Linked DNA regions of Mus musculus: regions 1 and 3 are each linked to region 2. The links are chromatin contacts, called in public Hi-C and HiChIP or PLAC-seq maps. All regions are on one chromosome and are shown on one strand. Each heading gives the region's core, a stretch centred on a gene start, on an enhancer-like site or on the middle of the called end of the contact. The rest is flanking DNA. Distances are from core to core; before and after follow the strand shown.

Region 1 (3,073 bases), core at 57-2,556, 110 kb after region 2:
TCACACCTCATTCTGGTCTCTGCTCAGATGTCAACTTGTGTCCCTGGTCTTCCCTTCTCCCCATGCTACTGTGGTGTGATTATCCCTCTCCATAGGCTTCGAGAACCAGACCTTTGCTCTCTTCACAGCTCTACCCGTGTCTGTGTGGTGTCCTCTACCTTGAAACTACTCACTGTACTTGTTTTGTTTGAGACAGGCCTCACTATATAGCCAAGGCTAGCCTGAACCTTGATATGTAGAACAGACTGGTGACTGCCTCTGCCACCTGTATGCTGATATTAAAGGCAGAAGCAGGAAGATTTCGATCTCACAGCTAGAGTTACACATGGAAGTCCTGTCTCAACCAAACCAAACCAAACACTACAGTGGGATATAACTTGATACTTATACCCCCAGCATACACTACGAACTCCGTCCTTTACACTGTTAAATAGTGAAGAAATAAACGAGACCAGCACAGGATGAGGAAATGTTGGCAGGGCATTCTTGGGCTTCACTATAAAGTATCTTAGATATCTGGCAAGTAATCCACTCAGGAAGCAGAGGCAGGAGGGTGGAGAGTTCAAAGCCAGCCTGGGCTATATATATGTACAGTGTTTCAGGTCGGCATGGCTATGAGACCCTGTCTTCAAAACAAACAAATACGCAGAAGAAAACCGGTAAGCCAGTTGTCTTGCAAACACAACATATGGAGTGCTAATTTCCCATGCCGTATTTTAAAATTAGCTCCTTACAGTGGGATTATCTAAGTCTTCAATATTTTAAACAATCTCTGGCCCCAAACCACCTCAGCATTTATCCTTCTGTTGTGTGCTTAAGGACAAATTCTTGCACGTACAGTTGTTAGGTCAAAGGACATGCTCATATTTTCAAGTTATTCCTCAACCCCGCGGGCAGCCCCTCTCCTTTTGTGTTACTCGTCTCGGACTTTTAGCTCATGCCTGGCTCATACGGATGAGTACCGCTTTCTTCATTCAACTGGCCTTTCTCATAAGTGGCAGGGTGACGCGTGATCTTTTCTGGGGTTTGAGGAGCCAAGTTCGGGCAGCGGACAAGCCTGGGCTCAGACAGCTGGCTCCCACCCCCAATACTCCCTCTTTCCTTCTTCTGAGTTTTCCTTTCTCGCCCACAAGTTTCAGATTCCTGGAACCGCTCTCGATGACCTCACGCCCGTGACTTCACATCCGGAACCTTCTGGGAATTCTCAGCCGCACTTTTTCGTAAGAAATCTAGCAGGGGAGGAGGTTGGGCGAGGCGGAGCTTTGCAGACTTTGCTGTGCGACCCGGACCCGCCCTCGGACCCGCCCCTCCCGCAGCGAGCACTCGAGGGCCCGCCCATGCAGCTACTCTTAGCAGTTTGGAGCCCCAGGTTGAGCCTGAGCCATTTGAAATTAGCTAGGTGTGTTTAAGTCTGCTCTGTGGTCGTGGATGAGAGAGTGTACTGAGAGGAGAACAAGAGTAAGGTGGATTTGGAGGGATCCACGAATAGCCACCACTAACGGTGGCTTGGGTGCCCCACAGTGTGATAGGACTTCAGGAAGTTGGGGCTGGGGCCAAAGATGGACATTTCTGATGGCTCTGAAGTCCTCAGAGGAGCCTCAGAGTTGAGTCTTCAGGTCAAGCTTTCCATAAAAGGTGGATGGAAAATGGGGTGTGGAGTCCAACCCAAGCAAAGCCAGGATCCTGGGCTCTCGTGGCGTCAGCGTCATGGGGGTCCCTCTCTTTCTTTATGTACTTTTTTTTGTTTGTTTTTAGAGACAGGGTTTCTCTGTGTAACCCTGGCTGTCCTGGAACTCACTCTGTAGACCAGGCTGGCCTTACTCAGAAATCCGCCTGCCTCTGCCTCCCAAATGCTGGGATTAAAGGCGTGCACCATCACTGCCTGGCTGTTAATGCTATATATTAAAGATTAATATCTTAATGCTATACATTATATATTATACTAGATATTAAACCATTTTTCTCTAGAGACTAGAGATGGTGCTGTTGGTAGTCTGCTTTGCCTAGCATCTACAAAGCCCTGGGTTTGATCACCAGCATATTATAAGCCAGCGTGGTGGGTGGCACAGCCCGTGACCCTAACGCTGGGGAGCTAGAGGCAGGAGGGGCAGAAGTGCAAGGTCATCCTTAGTGACAAAGCAAGTTTGAAGCCTGCCTGGGCTACGTGAGACTCTGTCTCTAAAACGATCACTTTCTTTACTGGGCCTGGTGGCTCACCCCTTAAATCTCAGCCCTCAGGAGGCTGAGGCAGGGGGACTATTGCAAATCCAAAGCCAGTTTGGTCTATAAAATGAGTTTTATTTTAGCTAGAACTTCAGAGCAAGACTTTGTCCCAGGTAAACAGAACAAAGGACAGAGAGAGAGAGAGACAGAGAGAGACAAAGACAGAGAGAGAGGGAGAGAGACAGAGAGGAAAGAGAGACAGAGAGAGACAGAGAAAGACAGAGAGAGAAGGAGAGAGAGGGGAGAGAGACAGAGGGGGAGAGAGACAGAGACAGAGAGACAGAGACAGGGAGAGACAGAGAGAAACAGAGTGACAGAGAGACAGAGAGAGAGAAAGACAGAGAGAAACAGAGAGAGACAGAGAGAGGGAGATTGATTTTCTTTTGTCTAAAAGTTCACTTGTACCCTTGTTCTACAGATTTTTTTGTTTTTTTTAAACATTTTTTTTAAGATTTATTTATTTATTATATGTAAGTACACTGTAGCTGTCTTCAGACACTCCAGAAGAGGGTCTCAGGTCTCATTACAGATGGTTGTGAGCCACCATGTGGTTGCTGGGATTTGAACTCTGGACCTTCGTAAGAACAGTCGGGTGCTCTTACCCACTGAGCCATCTCACCAGCCCCTTTTTTTGGTTTTTTGAGAGAGGGTTTCTCTGTGTAGCCCTAGCTGTTCTGGAACTCATTCCGGAGACCAGGCTGGCTTCGAACTCAGAGACCCACCTATATCCACCTGTCTTCCGAGTGCTGAGATTAAAGACATGTGCCATCACCTCTGGCTCTCCTTCAGATGTTAAAAGAAGCTAGATTTTCAAGGGTCTCTGAAAGTATTTTAGGCCTTAAACAGGATG
Region 2 (2,928 bases), core at 350-2,849:
TTTTCAGTCTCTGCATCAACTGCTGCTTGCTACAGAAAGTGCCTCTGGCTGTGGCTGAGGACAGTACGGATTTGTGGATATACATATAAATTTCTAGAAAGAAGTCTGATAACATGTAATTTAGCAAAACCACAGTAACAGGTTCCTCCCTGTGGCCGTGATGCCCCGAGCCATGGGATTTACAGGACCAGGTTACAGTACCAAGCTGGAATTCCTTCCAGTAGAACAGACCTCAAATCCAAAAGTAATTGGTTGCCCTCATAACCCTACAGCAGCGGGCACATCTTGCCTGGCAAGGTGGTCGGCTGGTTTATCACGGATGCTTCTTTTTCCCTGGCAGGATTCACAGCACCTATGAAAGCCAGTCATCACAGAGAAGCCAGTCATCACAGAGTCATCACAGAGAAGCCAGTCATCACAGAGTCATCACTGACAAGTTTTTGGGTCAGTGCACTTTGATGTCTCTGTGTCCAGCTACCAAAGTATACAGTGTCTCCAGCAATAGTGTCTTACTACTTAGTTTCGGTGGGCAACCAAGTGCAACAGCTATAGCCTGTATTGTTTTAGGGGCTTCTGGGTCTTCCCTGACCATGTCATAGAAAGCTATCCCATGCCTGGCATTGAGATTTTCATCTAATAATGCATGTCTTTTGGGGGGAATCATTTTCCATCCATGCAAGTGTATCTCTTTGAAATTCTGTATTTTAGATTTACTTCTATTTTGGGAGAGTGTTCTACCTGCGTCCGAAAGGGGGCGTGTGGGACTGGAGTTTATTGCAGCTCATGAACTCCCAGGTGAATGCTGGGAACCAAACCCAGGTCCTCTGCAAGTGCTCTCAACTTCTCAGCCATCTCTCCAGCCCCTTTGTATTTTTTAATTAGTTTATAAAGGTAGTGGGTTTCCATAGGGGTTATAGTACTTTGGTCATGTTTTTGCCAAAACGATCATTTAAAATATATTGTCAAGTTAGCAGGGCCTATGCGAACATTATCTCACTTAACATCCTAAGATCCATATTATAGCTGTACAGGCACACGTCTGTAATTCTGAGAGTCTGGGTAAGATCCTGAGGGGGCTGGTGAGATGAATCACTGGATAAAGGTGCCTACTGCCAAGCCTGAGTTAGAATCTCAAGGCCCACATAGTGGAAGAAGAAGACTACCACAAGTTGTCCTCTCCGCTGGTGTTTGAGAACAGCCAGGACTACACAGCGAGACCATGCCTCAAAATAACTAAATGACAACAACATTTTATTATTATTATTTTTAAAACCTATAAATATGGAGTTAGAGACGTGGTCCAGTTGCTAAGCACTGGCTTAAGTGGCTGGGGCACGACTTAAGCACGACTCTCTTGAGCGCTTTCTCTCTGCATGCAGGCGCTGGGACGGCCCTGGGGCTTAGCTGCACAGAGGTAGACCAGTACGGGCCCCCAAGCCCTGGTTCCAAGAGCGTTCCCGCCCACACGCTGCTATTTCTCCGCCAGCGCCTCCCCTCGCAACCAGCCCGGAAAGCCTACGCCCTACCTACCTTCTACCCAACCACAGAGTAGGGCGGGACATCCGCTGGCGCTTCAACTCTCCCGGAAGTGACGTCGGAGTGTCAACATGCAAGATGGCGGCCCATCACCGGCAGAACACAGCCGGGCGGAGGAAAGTGCAGGTATGGCGGCCCGGCTCCGCGGCCTTGGCGACACTGCCGTCGGCTCTGGTACCCCCGCGGGCGGGCGGATGCCTCGGGCCGCGGCTGGCCGGGTTCGACAGCCGGAGGATGGCGGGGCGGGGCGCAGCGGCGCGAGGGGTGGGGCCGGGGCGCCAACGGCCTGAGGTGGCGGCGGGCGGACTGGGCGCGCGGGCCTCGCGAGCGGTCGCGGGGAACCGCCGTCCCGGCGAACCGCCGTCCCGGGACACCGGGCCTGCGGCGGCGCCATGGGCCTGCTGCCCGCTCACCTGCCTCTGCTCTCGGCCGCCTTCCTCCGGAACAGCCGCGACCCGGCGGCGGAGGCCTCGCGGCGCCCGCGGGTGGGTGAGGCCGGGAAGCGAGGGGCCTTGCGGGGGCGTGGCGGGTCCGGGTCGCACGTGGGAGCGCTGTGCTGGAGGAAATGACAGTGTCCCTTCCTTAGCGATGGGCTTTGCCTCCGCCCTCCACCGTCCTCACTATGCATCTTCCGGGCTTCCTTTTTAGTCCTCATCTCCCTAACGTCGGAATCTCCAGTGATGAGCTCGCTGACCCGCACCGTGGGTGCTTTGGGTTTCCCCAAATCACGTTGGTTTGGTGTACGTTTGAGTTTTGCTTGCTGCCTTGTGTGCTGGGGATAAAGCTCGTTTAGCAGAGCCCTTCCTGTCCTGAGCAAGGTTCAAACCCCCTGCTCCACATAAAACCAGGCATGCTTGGTACCCGCCTGTACTTCTAGCGCTGCTTGTGTGTGTGTGTTTCTGTGGTGACGACAGGGGAATCGGAAATTCAAGGTCATCCTCCAGTACCTACCAAGTTTGAGATCAATCAGTCTGGGCTACACGAGACACACTGCCTTAAAAAAAAAAATGCATTCAGTCATTAAAGTGGACTGAGTGCATAGACTTGCCGCACAGAGGAGAAGAGACTAAAAGGGTTTAGCAGTCAGTAAACACTCCACGGATTGAACTCAGTGTTCAGAAGGGAGGGCCAAAGGTGAGTAACCCCAGCATAAGGCTGGAAAGCTGTGGCATTTTCTGAATGAGTGTCCTCTTTATAGTACTGACTTCCATTTGTTGGCCCTGTGTGCTCACTAATGGTTGTTTAATGGTTAGAATTGGGCTGACTGGGAGATGGTCAGTCTGGTGGAAGGCCTGTAGCACAAACATGAGGATCTGAATATCTGCGTCCACGTAAACATCTCTATCCCCTCACTTGAAAAGACGCCTGGCATGTGGGTTGGCACTTGAAATC
Region 3 (2,940 bases), core at 121-2,620, 93 kb before region 2:
ATATGTGATAAAAAAATAAAATGGAATTCAAGACTTCTCCTCCCATATAATGCCCGGCTCATCTTAAGCCTTCTCATCCTGGTCACTTAACTCCCACTGTGCCACAGCTTGAACGCCAGACATTTCTGCTGGGTCTCTGAGCCCGCTTCCTGTAACTGAGATATGGAGGCTTTCTGTCCCTGAGATTCCTTTGCCTGTGTCTTTTTTCCCTGAATAACAGTCATTTTTAAAAGAGTATTTATTTATTTATTTATTATGTACACCATATTCTGTCTGCATATATGCCTGGACACCAGAAGAGGGTGCCAGATCTCATTATAGCTGGTTGTGAGCCACCATGTGGTTCCTGGGAATTGAACTCAGGACCTCTGGAAGAGCAGCCAGTGCTCTTAACCACTGAGCCATCTCTCCAGCCCCATGCCTGTGTTTTTGATCCATCTTTGCTTCTGCCTCGACAAGCTTGGGTACTTTGGCTTGTATTTTAAGGCTTGTATTTTATTCTGTTCGCTGGCCTCAGTGTTATAGGTAATTGTATTATTAATAACTTGGTGTCTTCATGAGAGTTAAAAATCCTTGTTAAGCTTTTCAGGTTGTCTGCCTCCGTCTACAGATACACACACACACTAGTTGCAGATAATGTAGATCTCTGTGTTCAGTCTTACAGATGTCTTTTGAGCATAGATAACATTAGAAAATGGACACTTATTACCTTACTGAAAAGTGAGCTCTGGAGATGGGATTTGGCCTATCCACTTTAGATCCAAGCATGTTGTCTATGAGTTTTCTCCAAAGCCTCCTTTCATGACTCTGGGACAGGAAGAAGGACACCAACCACCAGCCAGCCCAGGGCAAAGACGTTTCGTTGTGTGCAGATAGGAGGAGAACCATTCCCAGTCAGGATTGCTATTATTAGCTTATGTATTTATATTTTTTCTTTTCAGTTTTTTTGAGGTTTCCCTGTGTTGCCCTGGTTGTCCTGGAACTCGCTCTATAGACCACGCTGGCCTCAAACTGGGAGACTCATCTGCATCTGCCTCCCAAGTTCTGGGATTTCTGTCAGCGAGAAAGAAGCAGAGATCAGTGCCCACGACCCACTGAAATCAGGTCACAAAAATGACCCTCGAGAGGCTCTAATGGGACATGGGACATCAACTCCTCCCTCTGTTTGCCACTGTGGGCATTGTTTGCAGGACTCAGAACTGAAACTGGCCTGAAGCCCTCCTTATGTAACCGGCGTCTCACACACTCACAGCCTAACACACTCCAGAACTACCTGGGCTCTTTGGCTGCTGCCAAGAGGAGACCTGACTGCTGCTGAGGGTGTGCTCCGTCCTCCATAAACTGCTTCCACACCAGCAAACCCAAACATGCTTGAGGGGAGGCACAGGAACCAGACAGGAAGTCAGCCACAAGCCTCCCTCTGCGTGGGCCGCTGGCTCCCTCCCACTCTGTCTCCTCCCGTTGATCTTGTCTTTCCTTATCATCCCATACTTGACTTTTTTACATTGCCTTTTAAATGTTTTACTCACTGATCTCTCCCACCAAACAAAATGTTTCACATAAGATTTCCCAGTGGCTCTCACCGGACCACAGCTCCATCTGTTCCTGATACATGTAGCAAAATACCTTTCAGATGCTGTGGAGAAACCCCAGCCCAGATACAATTCTTATGAGGAGTCCAGTGTTCTCCCTGGCTCCCTTCCTTCGATGCCCTGCCGCTCCCTGGTGCTTCTGTTGCTCACTTTGGTCCAGAAGTCCTGGTAGAGGGACTGACTGGTCACCATCACCCTGAGCCAATGTTGTACCCATTTCATCTCACCGGCTCACTCTGGTTCTCCCATCCCGACTCCTCCCACTCTGCCCACCTTCCCGGGCAATCTCTCAGTTTTTCTCTGTAACAAAATCAACTGTTTACAATCCCCTAAGGATTTTTTTTCTTTAGTGTTTCTCCAGAAATGCATGACAGCAATCACATGATCCGAGGACAGTCAGTCAAGTTAAGACTCCTGCTAAGTGACCAGAGGACACCCTCCTTAGGTCCCAGAACTAAGCCCCTTTAACAGTAACCCACCTCACCTCAAAACAGTTACAGAGTTGACATCCTGTTCCCTACTTCTTTTGACTCCCTCTCTCTTTATCTCTTTCTATGCCTTTTTTAAGGATTTGAGATGAGAGCGCACCTCCTTCCTGTGAGATCACAGATGACTTTGCCCAGCTTGTCAGTGAGCACAGAAAGAAATGTCTCACAAAATAATCTGCCTTACCTTGTGCAAACTATTTTAGGAAGGAGAGAGTGTGCAGGAAAGATACACAACTGACCCCTATGGCTGTAACAATTTCCTTATTCCCAAGCCCCCCAACTCACTCCTGCCCCTATAAAGAGTGGTAGCCAGCTTTGTTCCAGACAGACCCTTCAGTTTCCTGCAGAAGAAATGCTGCCCCTCACTGTGTGTGCTAATAAACACAGCCCTGTCTGAAGGTCAGACTCTGGTCTCTTTCTATCTTCCACCTCTCTAGGCTGCCTCAGAAATCTAATAACCAACAGGCTTGTGAGTTAAAGACCTTGTCCCCAGATGGTGGTCTTACTTGTGGGAGGTTATGAACCCTCTGGAGCATGGTGCTTAGCTGACTGACATAGGCCACCACGGGCCACCATCCTGTTCCACCTCTCTGCTTCTTGGTCATTTGCCACAATGTGACTGACTGGTCACCATGCTGCCTCATTCTCCTGCTAACTTAGTCTGAGCCAATCATGAAGCTATACCTTCCCTGTCAGTACACACTGGAAGTCCCTCAACCTGGACCAAAATAACTCTTTAGTCCCTGAAGTTGTTCCACTGGGAATTTTGTCACGGTGACAGAGAACATAAGTCTCACACGCACACTGTGACTGACTGCTCACACATATACCGGAATCACCACACAGAGGGCTGGGTGTGC

What was found. A called contact is a pair of places that touch in the nucleus more often than the background predicts. HiChIP or PLAC-seq counts read pairs in DNA pulled down with a chosen protein or histone mark.
Region 1: an H3K27ac HiChIP or PLAC-seq map of microglia shows a contact between it and region 2, with 6 times the contacts expected there. The contact joins the enhancer-like site here to the promoter of Wdr48 in region 2. A contact is called at or near these places in 1 of 39 promoter capture datasets (macrophages), 4 of 484 Hi-C or Micro-C datasets (the 3T3-L1 cell line, embryonic stem cells and rod photoreceptor), 1 of 115 datasets of contacts at active chromatin or transcription factors (microglia) and 2 of 9 other capture datasets (adipose tissue and liver).
Region 3: a contact with region 2 is called in a Hi-C map of the HPC-7 cell line, with 3 times the contacts expected there. The contact joins the enhancer-like site here to the promoter of Wdr48 in region 2. A contact is called at or near these places in 2 of 39 promoter capture datasets (the C10 cell line and pre-B cells), 3 of 15 datasets of contacts at CTCF or cohesin (large pre-B cells, pro-B cells and stem cell-derived epiblast-like cells), 67 of 484 Hi-C or Micro-C datasets (the 63-12 cell line, 8-cell embryo, the AtT-20 cell line and 41 more), 15 of 115 datasets of contacts at active chromatin or transcription factors (the 230-238 cell line, Th17 cells, astrocytes and 6 more) and 3 of 9 other capture datasets (adipose tissue, embryonic stem cells and pancreatic islet).

What each region holds. Positions count from the first base shown.
Region 1 is chr9:120,001,000-120,004,072 of GRCm38.p6, forward strand. It overlaps Gm33800 (a long non-coding RNA gene), which reads left to right. Exons shown (of 4, transcript XR_871355.3): 2 at 1,134-1,220. Among named protein-coding and RNA genes, the nearest start is that of Gm33800, 19 kb to the left of the region's middle. Within about 2 kb of position 1,307, at least 320 of the 459 cell types and tissues checked have an H3K27ac peak or open chromatin away from gene starts, as enhancers often do. A contact at or near this core is called in adipose tissue, embryonic stem cells, liver and 2 more, where this site is marked.
Region 2 is chr9:119,893,296-119,896,223 of GRCm38.p6, forward strand. Wdr48 (WD repeat domain 48) reads left to right here and starts at 1,600. Exons shown (of 19, transcript NM_026236.3): 1 at 1,600-1,662. The coding sequence starts at 1,615. Gm2449 (a long non-coding RNA gene) reads right to left here and starts at 1,617. Exons shown (of 7, transcript XR_871350.2): 1 at 1,531-1,617; 2 at 232-352.
Region 3 is chr9:119,800,276-119,803,215 of GRCm38.p6, forward strand. All of the region lies in intron 11 of Scn11a (sodium channel, voltage-gated, type XI, alpha), which reads right to left. Among named protein-coding and RNA genes, the nearest start is that of Scn11a, 24 kb to the right of the region's middle. Within about 2 kb of position 1,371, at least 7 of the 459 cell types and tissues checked have an H3K27ac peak or open chromatin away from gene starts, as enhancers often do. A contact at or near this core is called in the HPC-7 cell line and regulatory T cells, where this site is marked.